Linked DNA regions of Zea mays: regions 1, 2 and 3 are each linked to region 4. A link is a contact called in public Hi-C data. All regions are on one chromosome and are shown on one strand. The core of a region is the stretch at or near the end of the contact, and the rest is flanking DNA. Distances in the headings are between cores, read along the strand shown. Region 1 holds the start of LOC103653855 (SNF2 domain-containing protein CLASSY 3). Region 2 holds the start of LOC100501120. Region 3 holds the start of LOC100384180. Region 4 holds the start of LOC103653854 (probable serine/threonine-protein kinase PBL19).

The links. Hi-C and Micro-C count contacts between places; a contact is called where the count stands out from the background.
Region 1: a Hi-C map of leaf shows a contact between it and region 4, with 6 times the contacts expected there. The contact joins the promoter of LOC103653855 here to the promoter of LOC103653854 in region 4. A contact is called at or near these places in 6 of 25 Hi-C or Micro-C datasets (ear, leaf, seedling and 1 more).
Region 2: a Hi-C map of leaf shows a contact between it and region 4, with 7 times the contacts expected there. The contact joins the promoter of LOC100501120 here to the promoter of LOC103653854 in region 4. A contact is called at or near these places in 2 of 25 Hi-C or Micro-C datasets (both in leaf).
Region 3: a contact with region 4 is called in a Hi-C map of leaf, with 1.8 times the contacts expected there. The contact joins the promoter of LOC100384180 here to the promoter of LOC103653854 in region 4. A contact is called at or near these places in 3 of 25 Hi-C or Micro-C datasets (ear and leaf).

The regions. Positions count from the first base shown.
Region 1 is chr4:156,130,220-156,132,919 of Zm-B73-REFERENCE-NAM-5.0, reverse strand. It overlaps LOC103653855 (SNF2 domain-containing protein CLASSY 3), which reads right to left and starts at 1,302. Exons shown (of 4, transcript XM_008680667.2): 1 at 1-1,302. The coding sequence starts at 1,070.
Region 2 is chr4:156,195,070-156,197,769 of Zm-B73-REFERENCE-NAM-5.0, reverse strand. LOC100501120 reads left to right here and starts at 1,352. Exons shown (of 1, transcript NM_001195931.1): 1 at 1,352-2,700. The coding sequence starts at 2,113. The coding sequence ends at 2,661. It overlaps LOC111591453 (small nucleolar RNA snoR2/U65), which reads right to left and starts at 1,434; the gene lies at 1,285-1,434. It overlaps LOC111591496 (small nucleolar RNA SNORD14), which reads right to left and starts at 1,241; the gene lies at 1,123-1,241. LOC111591493 (small nucleolar RNA SNORD14) reads right to left here and starts at 977; the gene lies at 858-977.
Region 3 is chr4:155,753,164-155,755,863 of Zm-B73-REFERENCE-NAM-5.0, reverse strand. LOC100384180 reads left to right here and starts at 1,325. Exons shown (of 9, transcript NM_001321804.1): 1 at 1,325-1,854; 2 at 2,685-2,700. The coding sequence starts at 1,375.
Region 4 is chr4:155,942,429-155,945,128 of Zm-B73-REFERENCE-NAM-5.0, reverse strand. LOC103653854 (probable serine/threonine-protein kinase PBL19) reads left to right here and starts at 1,361. Exons shown (of 4, transcript XM_008680666.3): 1 at 1,361-2,454. The coding sequence starts at 1,987.

The DNA of each region.
Region 1 (2,700 bases), core at 53-2,552, 190 kb before region 4:
TCCTCCTCCTCTTCCAACAATTCCTTTCCCCCCACATCCTCCTCATTATCACTCAAAGCAGCAGAGTCTTTGCCCTCCTTGTCCTCGCTATAGCCATGGCTATCCTGACTGCTCCTTCCTTCCAGAGCCTCGTCCTGCTCACTCTCTTGATCTATGACATTGCCAGCCACGTTGACGTCGTCATAATCATCATCCACCTCCATGAACTCCACATCTTCCACTCTTGTCTGCTCCTGCATATGCTTTTCGTCCTCCCCCGTGTCCTCGGACGACACTCGAGCAGAGTATGTAGCACACTGCACTCTCCCCTGCTGACGCGACCTTAACCGGATCCGCGACCCAACCGTTGCACTCCCTCCAACCAAGTTGGCCGGTGCCGCACTAGTGCTCCTCTCTCTTCTCGTACCCCCTCCACGCCTCGTCTTTCCCGGTGCACCCCTGGCCTTCTTGGTCGAACCCGACCGGTCACCCACGCCTCCTCTGCTTAACTCGCTACTACTCACATTCCTGGAGCTCCCGGCGTCTTCGGCCATCCACGACGTGCGACGACCAGCCCCTGAAGCGCTCAAATTCCGGTCCAACGCGTGAAAGTCGCCAGCGCCGGACGATCCTCTCTTCCGCTTCCTCTTCACGTCGGAGCTTCCGGGGGGCACACCCGACACCATGGCGCGCTTCGCCTTCGCTGAAAGAACCCAATCGGAAGCCTCGTCCTTGACGCGCCTCACGCGCCGGAATCGGGAACCGTCATTGTCTTCGTCGGAGATGGCGATAATCTCGGGCTGCTTCCGAACCGCCGCGGGGACCGGCGACGGCGAGGACGGCGCGCGATGGCCTTGTACCCGTAGCGAGGTAGGCAGCGCCCCAGGACGCACCGGGTTGGAGCCCACATCGTCGACGACCTCTGGTTTGACGAGCTTCGAGGCCTCGCCCGCGGAGGCGATCGCGGCGCCACCAAGCTCGCGCCCGGCTTGGCGGCCGGTGCCGTCGTCTTCTTTGTCGCTATCGAGGAGGATGATCACGCGTGTCATGGTGCGGCTCCGCCCGGCCTCTGTTGATGGCGGCGCGGGCATCGACGGAGGTGGGGGGGACGAAGCGGCGCAGCGCGGTGAGCGGAAGAGGTGGTTTTGCTCTCGATGGGTGGGTTTCTGTGCAGGGAGCGCGCGTGTAGAATAGGAAACCAGAGCTGGGAAAAGGAAACGTTCTCGCCGCGCGCTTTCGACCCCATCTGTCAGGGTCGCTACAGAGTATCAGACTATCTCGAGCAGCGTATCTCTCCTAGCCTACTATGGACTCTTTGGAGCATACTCATTCTAAGTGATGAGTTTCAATGCACTATTTTTAATGCTATCATATAAAATTTAAACTAGGTAACCGTGTATGTATACGGTACGTTTGGTTCAGCTTTTTAAACTTATTTCTGAAAAAGCAGAAACTGAACCAAAGGAGTTCAGCTTTTCTGCAGCTGCATTAAAAAGCAGCTTTTCTGTAGTACACATTTCAAAGTAGCATGGACTCTGCTTTTGCTGGTTATCCAAGTTTATTATATTAATAAATAGATGTGACAAATAGAAATAAAATATGTTTTTAAAATAATTAAGTGTTATAAGAAATAAAATAAATATTTTTAATAAAAAATTATTAAAAATAGAATTACAAAATTGATTTATATATAAAAATATCAGAAACACCAATATAAAATTAATTTTAAAATTAGATATATTCATTAAGTGATATAGTAATACAAAGTACATATAAACAATATGTAGTTTGATTATAGTAGATAACTCACATCAGTTTGAACCAAACAATTTTCAGCTTTTTTCTCATAACTTTTTCACAGCAGACAACCCAAAGCTGAACCAAACGCACCCATAGTCTACCATCTCATATGAAGTTATTTCTATATCTCTTCTCATTATTGTACCGTCATGTCACCAAGTGTAATAATGTGTCACCACATTTAACGAGTATGAAACTCTCATTGAGAATAGCCTTAAGGTGCCAAAAATAACCATATATTTTGGGTTATTTGGTTTGCTGCCACAGTTGCCACAATTTGCTACGTCTAAGGTTAAGCAAGTTTGACCAAGTTATACATGTGTTTGATTTGTATCTACAGTTGTGGCAAAAAATTTCTCCTGCTGCTTAGATCCCACTTGTCAATGACTTATAAAAGTGTGGCAATATTATCTTAAACGGGACAAACTGTGGCTTAGAATTTGAATGTCTAACCTAACTAACCTTAGGTGTGACAAACTATGACAAGTGAGGTAAGGAACTAAATAGGCCCTGAATTCCATTCAAAACTGTGGAGTAGAACCATGGATAGTGGCCAACAAAAACATTGTAGCCTACAAACGGTCACAAGGAATCAAGATTTTGATAACATATGAAAATATATTTTGCACCGTATACACGTAGTGAAATAGACTACAACCAACGCATTGATGGCTACCAGTGTAATTCAAGTAGTGGGACAACATCACTGTTTGAGACATGTGAGTCTTTTCTTTTATTGTAGACTGCAACAGAGAAGAAGACTGGAACAAAAGAAGAGGGCTCACATGGTCATAACATGAGAAGCAGCAGCGCTAAGTACCTGCCAGCATCAATATTGAGATATGTGAGCCTCATCAAGGTTCAGGCCTACACTTATGTCAGTCGTCTCTCAGCGATATAGAAGAAGTAATTGTTAAGGGA
Region 2 (2,700 bases), core at 103-2,602, 250 kb before region 4:
TGATTGTTGATGCTTTTATTCCGTACCCTATGGCAATAACTTACGCATGAATTTAGCCATCCCAATTATAATTTTTGAGCTTATATTTCCGGATTCTGAGAAGGCAGCAGAATTTTTGAGATTACAGTATCAGAGAATTTTGATATGAGATCAGAGAAGGCAGCAGTGTCTATCCTATTTCTTAGACCGATTCTGCGTCTGTTTTTTATTGTTTTGGTCGGTAAGCACAAGCGTTGGATGCCAGTAACGGTGGATTTGGCTGTACTCCATCAATGCTCAAATCCATGATCCATTCTGAAATCAGGCAACAGCAGAAGTTCAGTGATCCGGCCAATGTCAAGCTGTCCGTTGGTTTTCATCCTCCACCAAAGCAGAGCATGTAACATGCATGATGATTCTGAACACTCACTGATTGTTAAGTTTTTCAGCTTCATGAACATGTCATTGTACTTGGTGGGAGAGGCTACAGTAAGTTCGGTGAAGTAGCGTAAACAACTGGATAAAGTTTTTAGGAAAGCCGCATGGAGGATTAACATATTTATAGTGTTAACAATGGGACCTATGAAGATCTACAACAGAATTTACATCATACAGTCTATTCACTTGGCTTTTAATCCGTACTCTGTTGGTTGCTTCTACAGAGATTGCAGATGAAACAGTCCACACAAGCTGGCTTTTATCCATAGAAACCAGTTAAATTCTTCAAACGAACCTCGCATGTTCTTATAAAATCTTCCCACAAAGCCTGCATACTCTTACAAATCCTTCAAATAAAATAAAATTTAATAATTAAAACTATAAAACCAGGGTAACAACAGTTAAACAGATTTCAAAGCAAAATTATCTGGCATTATTGTGCCCTCAGACATCCAAGGAAGGAATTAGCAGCATTAGCTCTCAAGCCTGGCAGGGCGAAAGCTCTTAGGCGGCAACTGCGAATGTAGAGAAACAAGCCTTGACTTCTATCATCATCGGGCACACCATACACAGATTAGTCTGTATGGTTCTCGAAGTTATTCGGCCAAATCAAATAACAAATCTTACGCAGAAAAACTTACTGTTGCTTTGCACCATAAGCACCAACTGGAATTAAGAGAAACAAACCACAAACAGAAATATGTATGGCTCAGACATCCAAGGAAGGAATTAACAGCACTAGCTCTCAAGCCCGGCAAGGCGAAAGCTCTTGGGCGGCTACTGCGAATGTTGAGAAACAAGCCTTAGCTTTTTCATCATCGCCATACACTATGCATCCAAACAAAATTCAAAAAAAATGGCGCATGACATTATAATCACATTAACCGGCCCTGCGGACAGATAGAGAAGCAGTCCCAGGTTCCTATCAACACGTGAAACGTTAAAAAAAACTTCGTTTCGGCCCAATCATAGCATCTCTGGTCAATGCCGTGGTTAACAGAGACGTGGCATCAGGCCCAAATTCCATTTCATTACAGTTCACAAACTGAAAGGTATTGAATAGTTGCTCTAATCCCTCAGAGACCCGATTTAAATCACACACCACAGCCAGAATCCAAGAACCACAGATGGGTGCTCCATCCCAGACCAAACCACAAAGGTTATGGTCGGAGGATAGACACCTGCAGCCGGAGGAAGCAGCTGTTGCTTACAGTGTCAAACGGCACTTCCTATCGGTCGGTCTTGAGATCCTCATTGGGATTATTGGACTGCAACTACGTCTACACGATCAGATTTAAGTATGATACGTATACACTTAATATGCCTCAGAAAGCCAGACGATTTTCGTCACGAGTAAATCTGACGGTAATTCCAGATGTAATAGCTAATCATCATTGGCTTATGTACAGATCAGGTGGCAATGCAAGGTTGTAAAGATAACTATCTCGAGCAATCAATGCTGAAGACCAGAGAGACAAAAACGAAAATGAAGGGCAGAATCATGGAGTGGTTGCAGTACCATCAGCAAAGAATTGCCTTCTCACTCACAGTGCTACCAGCATTGTGTCAGAAGGTGTCCTAAGATTGTTCTGATGTTTCATCATTTGATACAAAGGGTAAAAAAAGGACAGTTCAACGACACAACGTCAAAAGCACCGAGAGAGACCAAAACAATGAAAACCATTACAGCAAAAGATGTCAAGGATTCAGATGCAGAGATGTCCGTGCATCACACGCTCGGCAGAAGCCGGCATCGGATCAAGTGTTGGATTATGCATCAGTAGATCTTCACCATCCAAAGCCAAAATACGGACCAAGAAAAACAAACAAAACAAGATTGGAGATCTGCTGTTACTCAGTGGTGGCAATAAGGTTATTGGTTCGATTCTGCCGGCAAGTGTCCTCACTGCTTTCAGAAGAGGGAGCTTGGTATCCTCATCGCAACAATATGTTCCACCCTCCGATGGGGAAAAAAAGCAAACGGGGATTTCATGTAGAGAGAAAATATTCCGAATAGCAAATAAGCAGAGAAAAATTAGATGGCTCAGTTCAGCGGGAAAATCGGCATACAGATCGATCTCATGTAGAGAGAGACCTGTGATTTGGTCTGTTGAGCTTGAATTTTACCGAGTCGTCACTGCCATCTCACTTGATACAAAGAACTGCTTACGACGAACAGAAAGAACGATGCATCCACCATTATCCGGATGTGTTCTAAGCCTAGAGCCGGCAGATCTAGCTTGACGTGGGATGGAATGAGGCGAGGTGCTCTGAACCTAAAGC
Region 3 (2,700 bases), core at 76-2,575, 190 kb after region 4:
GCCCTGAGAAGGTGTTTTTTGGACCTCGTGCATAAGGTTCTCTGATACATCGTGGCTTGAGCTCGCTATGAAAACGACCTTATTCCGTGAGGGCCTGCTGTTGGGGGGAAGGCCTTCATCGTCGAAGGACTATGAAGTATTAGCTTCATTAAAAAGCAACCTTAAGTAAGCATATTCATCTTCGTCATCGACCCGAAGCTGATAAAAGGACGAAGTTAAGAATATTCAAGTATGCGGGAGCGTTAAGCCAACCAAAGCTGAAGGAGGAAGCTTCGGATGATGCATGACAGTTTATGAATCGAAGAAGCTAAAGAATGCAGAATACATGATCAGCAAGATACAAAGATGGAAAAGTACAATATTACCCTCATGATATTTGTGGTTGACATGTATATGGTTGGAGGACATGTTTGTAATTTCATACAAAGTTGTACCTCACGACTATAAATAGAGGAACAACGTCATGCGTAACGAAGCTTTTTGGATCAGAGTGACTACGAAGTTGTACTTTTCTCATGTCTTCGTGCTATTCATTGAAAGGCCGAAGGTACAAGTGTAATCATTTAATGTATTATAAAAGAATATAAACAAAGTGATAACACATTCAAATGAGTAATCCATTTACTTTTCATGAGTTATACATTGTTTCTATCAACACATTTTCATACTTTCTAGCTTCTTTTTTGAATTAATCTTTAAAAAAGGGTTAAGTGAAGAGAGAAACTCGTAATGTCTTGCCTTGTTTTTTTGGTATCTTCTCAAGAGCCAAAAACAAGTGACCAACATATATAGTCATAACCTCATGGGTGGACACAAGTAATCTCCGTAGGTATAGTTATATAATCATTTTCTCTACTCGATTCAAATCTGATCCATTGTCATCCTTAGACAAGATGAAACTAACTTAGGCCTCGTTCGGCTTTGACGGAACGATATGGAACACGGCCGATTCCATCCGGAATTATTTGATCTGGATTTAAATCAGAACCAATCTAAAATGGTTGTTCGGATAGACCTGTTCTATAATGAAACCAAGCCATTCCAGAATGAAACCAGACATTTTTACCCACTCAACGACTTGGATTAGAGCCACACCTATAATCACCTGGAATCAAACCAAATCAAGCCTTTATAGGTTTTAGTGAAACACCCGAATCCACTCTATCGGGCTTAGATTGAAAAAATATACCTGTCTTCAAGTTGGAACAAAGGAACGCGGCCTTAACTTATGAGGTGAGGCAAGCGGCAAGCCAACGAATGTGCGTCTACCACCGATGATAGTATAATACTTGGCTCCTCCGTGCCCCCACACACGTGACGAGAGACAGTCAGACAGCAGCTCGAACCTCGAAAAGCAGGAGAGTCCAAAGCCGAATGGACAACTGGCAACAAATCAACAGAGCCACAGAGGAAATGAATCCGATAGCCACCGCCGCCCTCACGCCATCCTCATTTTTCGCCTCAAACCGCCGCTTCGCCCCTCGCCTCCGCTCCGTCCTCCCCGCCGCTGCCATGTCTTACGCCGCCGTATCCGCCTCCGCCCCAAGCCCCAGCTCCGGCACTGGGGAACAGGTGAAGGCGGCCCCGCTCCCGCACTCGACCCTCGAGATCGCGGGCGCCCGCCGGGGCCTCCTCTCAGGCTTCGCCAGCCTCCGCGCCCCGTACCGTGCCTTCCCCGTACTCGCGTCGAACCGACACGTCGAGACCATCTTCGCTGCGCTCACGCGATCGCTCCCCGCCGTTAAGCTGCGGCGCGAGTGCCTCCGCGCCCCTGACGACGGAGCCGTCGCGCTCGACTGGGTCTCTGGCGACGACCGTGTGCTTCCGAATGATGCTCCGGTGCTTATACTCTTGGTACGGTGCTCCTTACCCGCTCGGCGCTTGCGGCCCATTGCAGAACTGACTGCACTGCACACGCAGGAGGTGTAGTGCGTGCTCTTTTAAGCGAATAAGCGTCAATGATGTCTGTGGTTATGGCTTCGTTTATCTTTGGAATTGAGGTTATGAGATGCGAATGAGCTCATATGTGTAGTGTAAATCAATGTCAATGCTACCTACAGCATGATGTGACGAAATTAAAATTTTATGGTCTATTTTGGAAATGTTAGTATATTCTAGCAGGGCTGCAAGCGATCTACAGCTCATTTCAGTTTGGGGGAGCAAAATGAGTTAGCTGGGAGTTTTAGATGGTACCTCACCATCAGACAGCCCGTGGCTTGAATGCAACTTGCTTAATTGATATGTTACAATTGGTGTCCTGGCGGCACAAGTGCATCAAGTGAGCAACAAATAGAAATGCTAGAGATCACTGTTATGAGTTTTTGACGAAATAGGTGTTTGGTTCCAATTGGATAATCTGTTTATATTGTGTAGTCTCAGCATATTCACATGATGAACCAACGTCCATACCATGCTAACAGGATCAGGTCTGGAACATGTTTCAGCACTTGTGTTCTTCAGCTCGATGTAGAGTGCGCAAGTTTCATCCAAGGATACAATTTCTTATAATCGTTTGGAATTGAGTTATAGTTGAAATTCACTATAAGATACAAATGAAATTAAATGACCACAAAAGAATTTTCACCTGAAGCAAAGCAAAAGGGTGTGGAGCCAACTAACTTTCAATTTCTTATTTTTTTGTTTTGCTTATATACAAGCCTAATGTAAGTTTGATTTCTTTCCAGCCTGGTCTTACAGGTG
Region 4 (2,700 bases), core at 112-2,611:
GCTAGGGGTAGGGTAATGATGTATCCCCCGCGGCACGGTCGGTCCGAGCCCAAGGTCGGGCGAGGCGGAGACTCCTCCTGAGGCCGAGCCCGGGGTCGGGCGAGGACGTGATTCCTCCCGAGGTCGAGGTTGAGGCCGAGCCCTGGGGTCGGGCGAGGCGGAGACCACCTTCCGAGGCCGAGGCGGGGGCCGAGCCCTGGGGTCGGGCGAGGCGGAGACCTCCTCCAGAGGCCGAAGCGGGGGCCGAGCCCTGGGGTCGGGCGAGTCGGAGACCTCCTCCTGAGGCCGAGGCCCTAGGTCGGGCGATGCGGAGCTCCCTGTTGCGCCTGAGGCTGAACTTAGCTGTCGTTAGCCTCACCCTGGCGGGTGGCACAACAGTCGGAGCGGGGCAAGCGGCGCTGTTTTCCTGTCAGGTCGGTCAGTGGAAGGGCGAAGTGACTGCGGTCACTTTGGCCTTGCCGACTGAGGAACGTGTGTCAGGATAAGGTGTCAGGCGATCCTCACATTGAATGCGCCTGCGATACGGGTCGGTTGGTGAGGCGATCTGTCCAAGGTTGCTTCACTGCGAAGCCTGCCCGAGCTGGGCTTCGGGCGAGTCGAGGGTGTGTCCGTTGCTTGAGGGGGCCCTCGGGCGAGGTGTGAATTCGTCTAGGACTTCTGTTTCCGTCCAAGGCTGGGCTCGGGCGAGGCGAGATCGCGTCCCTTGAGTAGACGAAGCCTTGACCTAAATCGTGCCCATCAGTCTCTGTAGCTTGCGCTCATGGTGGTTACCAACCGCGTTTAGGAGTGTTGGGGTACCCCTAATTATGGTACCCGACAAACGGATTGAACCCTAGCGAGTTTAAACTATGTATAATCTATCAATTTAAATTAATGGTTCAAATCGTTGCCATTTACTCTCTTACCCATTCAAATTATATAAATAACTAGTATTATTTGTACCATCTTTCTCTCTCATCCCTCTTAAGTCACTACCTCGTCCCTTCCCTATGACTCTGTCGCCATCAGTCTCTTCTCTCCTTATGATCGTAGCGTTTAGTACAAATATTAAGGCTTGTTAGTACGTGGCTAACTATGTCACGCTTTAGCTAAAATTAATTATCTAAATTAAAGAACTAATCTTATACATAAAAAGTTAGATAAAGTACGATAAGGTAGGCAACAAACTAAACAAGTTCTGGTAAACCATAAGGGCTCGTTCGGTTCTACCCCAATCCATATGGATTGAGGGGAATTTAGAGGGTTTCAATCCCTAGTAAGTCAAAATCTCTCCCAATCCGTATCAATCCCCTCTAATCCATATGGATTGAAAATAACCGAACGAGCCCTAACCCGGCAGCGTAGAGATTGGATAAGACGACCATTTGAAGAAGTCAAAAGTACGCAGTTGGGGGGCGAGGGTTGATTGCAGTTTGCAGTTGCATCCCCACCAATCTCCTCTTCCGTCGCTCTCCAAGAACCTTTGGTTTGACTGCTCCTGATTTCTTATCATTTCCTGCACAGGCTTACGAGCGTGATCTACGCTTCCATTTACCTCCGTCCCTATCAGCTTCCTCGCTTCCCTATGCCTACGAGAAAGAGAGAAGCGTGGGCTAATTCCTCTGTGTTTCCCAGCTTCCTGTTCACCATGGACTCGAGGGAGTGCATCGTCCCGTCAAACAATCCTGCTCCAATCTTTTGACGTCTTCGCTGGGCCTGTGCCGCCTCCCCGTACCCGCCGTTCCTGCACCGTCAAACCGCCAGCCAAGAGTCCATTTTTTTTTCTTATCAAAAGTTTGCGTTTGATCGGTTTCGTTTCTAAGAGCTGCGCGAGATGTCCTTGTTCCGGGAAGGGAGGAAACGAGAGGCTCTGTTCCTGTCGCGATTGTTGGAGGACCTCACCATAGTTTGAGGCGGTGAGGTGGAGGCGATAGAGAAGACGAGACAAGAAGCAGCCGCCAGGAGCTGAGCTGAGGCCCTGCCGCCGTCTTGCCCCAACTCCAAGCGATGTCTTGCTTCCGCTGCTTCAGCGGCTGCAGGACCAAGAGGGGCAAGGGCGAGAAGCGCCGGGAGGGGTCGACGGCGCCGGCGTCCCCGGCGGCCGCCTCGTTCCCGTCCACCGTCTCCACGGGCGCGCCATCCAACCTCACCTTCTCCACGGCGTCGTCGGCCGTCGTCACGAGCCACTCCGAGGACTCCAGCGCGGTCATGCGGCCGGAGGCGACCAAGTCATCGGGCTCGGCCTCGGTGTCGTCGGCGCGGAGCATCCCGGAGCTGTACGAGGAGAGGGGAGCCAGCAGCCTCCGGGAGTTCGGGTTCCGGGAGCTCCGGGCCGCCACCAGCGACTTCAGCCGCCTGCTCAAGGTCGGCGAGGGCGGCTTCGGGAGCGTTTACAAGGGCGTCGTCCGCCTTCCTGGCGGGCCCGCCGGCGGCACGGTAGTTGCCATAAAAAAACTCAATCCCAATGGTCATCAGGTATGGTCGTGTGGATCGGTGGTTTCTTGGCTCACCTGTGTCAATACCATCTTGTCGTTGTTGATCACGAATTCGTCAGCATTTTTACAGCATATTTGCCTACCATATACATTATCTCCCTCTGTGTGTGGGTGAAATGGACCGTACCTTGCATGACTCTGTACAATTCATTTCGCTAATGGGTCTGTGAAGTATCTATCATTTTGCTATCCCTATTTCATTTCAGAAGTTCAAGGTTATCTCATT